Regions from separate parts of the Zea mays genome. Here region 2 is linked to region 1. Evidence: chromatin contacts called from public Hi-C data. All regions are on one chromosome and are shown on one strand. The core of a region is the stretch at or near the end of the contact, and the rest is flanking DNA. Distances in the headings are between cores, read along the strand shown.

What was found. Hi-C and Micro-C count contacts between places; a contact is called where the count stands out from the background.
Region 2: a contact with region 1 is called in a Hi-C map of tassel, with 6 times the contacts expected there. The contact joins two enhancer-like sites. A contact is called at or near these places in 2 of 25 Hi-C or Micro-C datasets (ear and tassel).

What each region holds. Positions count from the first base shown.
Region 1 is chr5:107,267,632-107,270,677 of Zm-B73-REFERENCE-NAM-5.0, reverse strand. No RefSeq gene overlaps it. Among protein-coding and RNA genes, the nearest start is that of LOC109939522, 37 kb to the left of the region's middle. Within about 2 kb of position 1,632, at least 14 of the 20 cell types and tissues checked have an H3K27ac peak or open chromatin away from gene starts, as enhancers often do. A contact at or near this core is called in ear and tassel, where this site is marked.
Region 2 is chr5:107,927,624-107,930,652 of Zm-B73-REFERENCE-NAM-5.0, reverse strand. LOC100278461 reads left to right here. Exons shown (of 13, transcript NM_001151734.1): 13 at 637-1,122. The coding sequence ends at 677. Among protein-coding and RNA genes, the nearest start is that of LOC100278461, 52 kb to the left of the region's middle. Within about 2 kb of position 1,447, at least 15 of the 20 cell types and tissues checked have an H3K27ac peak or open chromatin away from gene starts, as enhancers often do. A contact at or near this core is called in ear and tassel, where this site is marked.

The DNA.
Region 1 (3,046 bases), core at 383-2,882:
CACATTTAAAATATATTATATGACAGACGATATCACATCAAAAATCAATATTAATTATAATTTTTTTGAGTAAGATGAGTTGTCAAAACTAATAAAAAAAGTTAAATGGATTATAAATTAAGACGGATTGAGCATTAAATTGTCGATCCAATCCGATGCATGCCGTAGAGCTTTCACTACACAAACAGCTAGAATTCTGTGTGGAAGAGTCTACTCGGCTTCTTTATTTCATACTTATCGATTTCGAAATTAAAATGGCGCTCATTATTAATTGCTTCGGTCCAACGACAAATCTCCACACCGTGCTTCGTGGAAAGGAAAAGTGCTTGTTAGGAAGCTAGCTATGCCACATGTGTAGCTCACGTATGGAGTGAATTATTATCGTATCACCGTGCGTCTTCTTTCGTCGTTAATTAGACTTGCATGCTGAGAATCCATGTCCCTGGTCTGAAACACACTTCGCAAGTGGAGTATACCATGCAAGAACCAAAACAAGTAGAGGATTAATTGATTGAAGCGGCATTGCAAGAGAGAATATATTTCGAAAATGAAGAATATAGATAGTCTCTTCACACACACACACACACACACACACACACACACACACACACACACACACACATATATATATATATATATATATATATATATATATATATATATATATATATATATATATATATATATATATATATATATATATATATATATATATATATATATATATATATATATATATATATATATATATACACACACGTGTATTATATATGGAGCAAATTTACATGCATGCATACTACATAGTCTAGACTAATCCCTCGATATGATTATTCATTAGCAGCTAGCTAGCTCGATGGAGGGAGAAAGGAAGGAAAAGTGGAAGGGATGGCAGTCACGCATAAACCGATTGGATTTGGATCCACCAAAAACAAGACACGATCGACTACAGAACTGTCTTCATCTCGCGCGGATTTTCATTCCATGCTGCAAAAGCCAACAAGTCTTGTCACTGGGCGGCAGTGGCGGCCGGCGCCTGCTGCTGCTGATGCTGGTCGTTCTTCTGGTGGCTGTGGAACGTGGCGATGTAGATGGCGGCCCTGTTGTCGACGTCCCACTCGCCGCCGTCGTCGTCGCTGGGCCACACCCTCCTGACCCTCCTCTCGTCGCCATAGCCGGCCGCGTCCTCGCCCATGGAAGAGAAGCAACTGCCCATCGCGCTTTGCGCGTGCGCTTCTCCTCCTCCTTGCTGGCTCGGGTTCTTTTGGCAGGCACGCACCTGGTCCGGGACTCCGGACGGAGCTGAGATGATCGAGCTGCTTGGTTTGGTTGGCTGGTTTTCCGGTCGATGTGGTGTGGTGCCGGTAGTGGGTTGGCGCGAGTGCAATTATTTATAGCAGGGGGCTTGATCACTTGGACAGAGAAGGTGCGGTGTGCACTGACGCATGCAGTTGGGCGTGGCGTCCCAGCGAGTCGTGCTGCGCAGCAGGTCTGTCCGACGGGCGACGACGCAGCGCGCGGAATGGAATCCGGGAGGATTCTTCAGCCGGCGCGAGTTGGCGGGCGGTTTGGACGGTGGGGATGGGCCGAGAGCGAGGCCCACGCCGCACGGCCGCACCCGCACCGCACACGCCATGGGAATGGGAATGACTGGATGGACTGTAGCGCACAGCTTGCACCTGAGCACGCGTTCGGCTGCCAGACTCACTCACCAAGTCATTAGACTCGCCGCTGCTCATCGCTGGATTGTGCAGGACGACGTACGGTACGGGTGGTGATGAGCAGGCTGGTGGAGCACAGGTGTAACCGGAGCATCCAATGGTCTGAAGAGGATAATTATTCAATTGAATAGTTTATTCAGATATCCACAACATATCCGGTTTTTAGATTCGGATATTATAGTTTAGATATCGATTCTTGATATCCATCAGATTTTGGATATTTGATATCTTTCCCGATATCTAGATTTCGAAGATCTATCCGGATATCTATGTGCATTTAATGATTTTTTTTAAAAAAAATTAATAATACACAAATAGCCTCAAATGCATGAAATTTTACGGAGGCGTAACATATGTCCATAAATAATTCTCAGAAATATTTGGACCATAAAATCCATAATATGCCATCATTTCTTCCGTTTTTTACTTTCATTTCCCATATGAGTTACATGTGAAATCGCTCTAAGTATTCAAGTTTCAACATAATCAGTACTCTATTTTTTACTCTAAGATTATCTTTTATAGAATGTTTATTAATCTTGAAAACTTATTTTCATTTTTTGGTTAACACTAGAATATTTTATAAATTTAATAGTTTTTTGTTGATTTTTTAGAAAGAAATTAATAATACACAAATAGCCTTAAAAATTTATGAAAGTTTTCGGAGGTGCTACATATGTCCACATATAATCCTCAAAAATATTTGGACTATAAAATATACAAGATGTTAGTGTTTCTTCCATTTAACTTCCACTTGTTGCTTGAGTTACATGTGAAATCAGTCTAAGTATTTAAGTTTTAACATAATCAATACTTCGCTTTATCATTTTCATGTGCGGACTTGAGGTTATCTTCTTATAGAATATTTATTTGTCTAGGTAATTTATTTGCAATTTTCAGTCGACTCTTTAATATTTTATGAATTTAATTGTATTTTGATGATTTTCTGTAGAAAGAAATTAATAGTACACAAATAGTCTTAGAAATTTATGAAATTTTATAGAGGCAAAAAATATGTCCACTTCTAATCCTAAAAAATGTTTGACTCAAAGAGTGGCTAAATGATTACAACAACTGTGATATGTCTGGAATGGTGTCTTACATGGTATCCGACAAAAAATCTGTTATCGATTGTCACACCCGGGTTTTAGGGATCCGGGCGCAAACGCAATCACCAAGTGTGCTGAGACCAAGTCTCACACATATGATGAACCATGGTATAGAAATGAATGTCACAACTTTACTATATAGTAGGAATTCTGTACAAAATAAATAAATAATTACATCATAAGGAGACAACGATCCAGCAACCCAAAGTTGACTGGAAG
Region 2 (3,029 bases), core at 198-2,697, 660 kb before region 1:
CTCCTGCTCCAGCGCTGAGGCCGAGTACCACGCTGTGGCCAACGCTGTGGCCGATGCCTCTTAGCTCCGCCAGCTTTTTTAGAAGCTCCACAGTCCCCTCGAGCACTCCACCCTCGTCTACTGTGACAACGTCAGAGCGGTGTACCTCTCCACCAACCCCATGTAGCATCTGTGTACGAAGCACGCCTTCACTTCATCCGCGATCGTGTTGTCGTCGGTGATGTTCGTGTTCTTCGTGTCCCGACTACCTCGCAGTTCGCCGCCATCTTCACCAAGGGGCTATCGTTGAGTGTATTCACTGAGTTTCGATCCAGCCTCAACATTTGTACATGATGAGTTGAGACTGCGTGGGTGTTAGACTTCTGTTTAGGGTTAGGATTAGGGTTCTCATGTAATTACCTAATTACCCCTATTATAATGGGCTTGGATTAGGGTTAGGGTTTCATATATTTCAACTAGTATGCATTCACTTATAAGCTTTCATGATGTTAGAATTGTTTTATTCCTCAACAGCTATGCCCTATATTTCAATTTCATCATTAGATATGATTATGAATAATGTTTCTAGGAAGCCATTATGTCTCTACTAAGCAAAATGTTTCCAACCTGACCAAAAACTTGTTGCTTGCTTTTCAGCACCCTTGTCAGAGACTGATGCAGCATTAATGGAATATTAAGCTTCACATGTGCACTATGTAATATTTTGACCACTGCAGACGCAGCCTGGAGGTTATTGTGGCTTATGTTTGTCTTATTGACTATTCGGCTAGTTGCTTGCGAGTTGCAACCATGTTGAGATACAGATGCTTCATCAGAATTTGTGGGGTATATGTTGACTATTGATGCGGGGAGAGGTGATATTGATGCTGTTTTTTCCCCTTCTGGACAAGGCTCTATAGGTGCCGGCGTTGTACCAACTGTAGTGGACGCAATAGGAAAGCCCAATCTTGTATATTTAGTTACTATACATCAGCAGTATTTGTGCTGTAATACTTTTTCGAATTGCTGAAATATGTGTTTTTCTGCTAGTTGCGTCCTCCTGAGTTTTCTCAGTTTCAGTGTACGAAATTGCAAATCACGAATCTAATGAGGTTAAGCCAACGGGGACTGTGTTCAGAGTTAGATCGTATATGGTTACCCAAAACACTGTACTGTTGTACATTGTATATTGTACCGTTTGTAAAGTGAAGTTTGAATATAAAGATGGATGTAGGTAAACTGCTAGGGATAGTTTTAGCAATGGTCACTAGAATAGGGTTTCTAGGGATTTTTAAGGGCTGCTCCTATTTTTGAGCCTTTTTTGCTAAACTCCAGCAACAGATTCGAAATCGAGGTCTTTATTTCTTATTCTTTTTTATACCTTATTGTTTGCTCTAGGCATGTACCAGCTTCGACTGCAGGATGCGGCAAAGCACATGAAGGTGTGTGCCGAGTGGGCCTGGGCTTGTAAATGCTGCTAAGGAATCTTAAAGGAAGCATAGGCAATAGGAAAGGGTGCGGCAAAGCACATGAAGGTGTGGGCCAAGTGGGTTTGTGCTTGTAAACGCTCCTAAAGAATACATAAAGGAAGCGTAGGAAATAGGAAAGGGACAGGACGAGAAAACAGTAAGCAATTCTAAATCCCCCTCTGCTGTTCTTCCCCAGTCTGTCTTCCTGTAATTCTCAGCTTCCCAATTCCTAGTTGTTGACAATTGGTATTAGTGGGATCGATCTCAGAGTCCATGGATCCCAACCTGAAGTCGGCCATGGAGGAACAATCAAAGATCCTTTGCGAGTTCAGTGACCGCCTTGCGGCCCAGGAAGCGCGGTGGCGTGGTCAGGAGTCCATAATTGAAGCACTGAAATCTCATATCGTTTCCTCTGATCGATGCTTGTCTGAACTATCATCGGGCCTCCGCATTGACATGGAAGCACATTTGACGGGGTCAGATGTCCACACGGGCACGAGGCTATGTCAGATTGAGGAGGATGCAGGTGCTCGCGTCGCCACGGACGTCTCTGCACCAACCCTGGCTCCTGTTGTCAATGCCGACAACTAGGGCGAGCTCTTCAATGGCGATCATGCTGCTATCAACGCTGACTGTAACACCCCAAGTGTTACATGGTTTCTGCATGACTTCACTAGCTTAACCCTCACAAGTAGAGTAAAACTGCACTAAGCAAAGCCATAAATGGAAACTCAGACCCTAAGTAAATACCAAGTTACCAAGAGTTATCACTATAGAATCTTCCTATGATCATTAACAAGGTAAGGTGAACTAAAACCCCTAATTGGTCTTATCTTGAGCAAAATAGAAGTCAGATAAGGAAAGCTAAATGGACCTTACTACCAAGGCTTGGACCAAAAACTTAATAATGTAACATACCAAATCAGTTCACTACGAGTTAGACTACAAATCATCACTAAAAAACATGGATGAAACTTTCCTAAACAACCACAAAAGGGAGAGAAATAAGCACCAAGTTCAGCTCACTATTCTCTGAAAATTTAGACCCGATTAGAACTCTCTCGCGTTCAACACGAAAACAACCCCAAATCTAATCACTCCAATTGACAAAGTTGTGTCAAATTAACCAACCTAGCCCCTGTCAGAAGATGGCATTGGGACTCCACCCCTAGACAAGGCAAAACGATGGTGTTGCCTCAGAACCGCACTAGCCGACGGTCCATATTTCCAGACCATGTATCTCTTGCACCAGTGGCCGAAATCTTTGAACCCCCTACAAAAGAGCATGCTTGAGGTTGGGAGAACACGCCATGTACAGAGATCTTGCCAAGATCGGGCATGAAACGGTGACTACACGCGCGAGAAGAAGGGCTTAAGCAAACGAGCCACGTGTTCGACCCGGGATGGCACGCTAGAGCGCGCCCAACCCACGTGTGCGCGTGCCCCGGCACCCGCGGTCGGCCACTCCCTTGCCCGCCTGCGCTCACGCCTATAAAGGCCACCCAGCTCTCAGGCAATACCCCGACACTTCTCCCCCACAGTACCGAGCTCCACCTGAGACCTTGCCAACTCTGGCGAGCT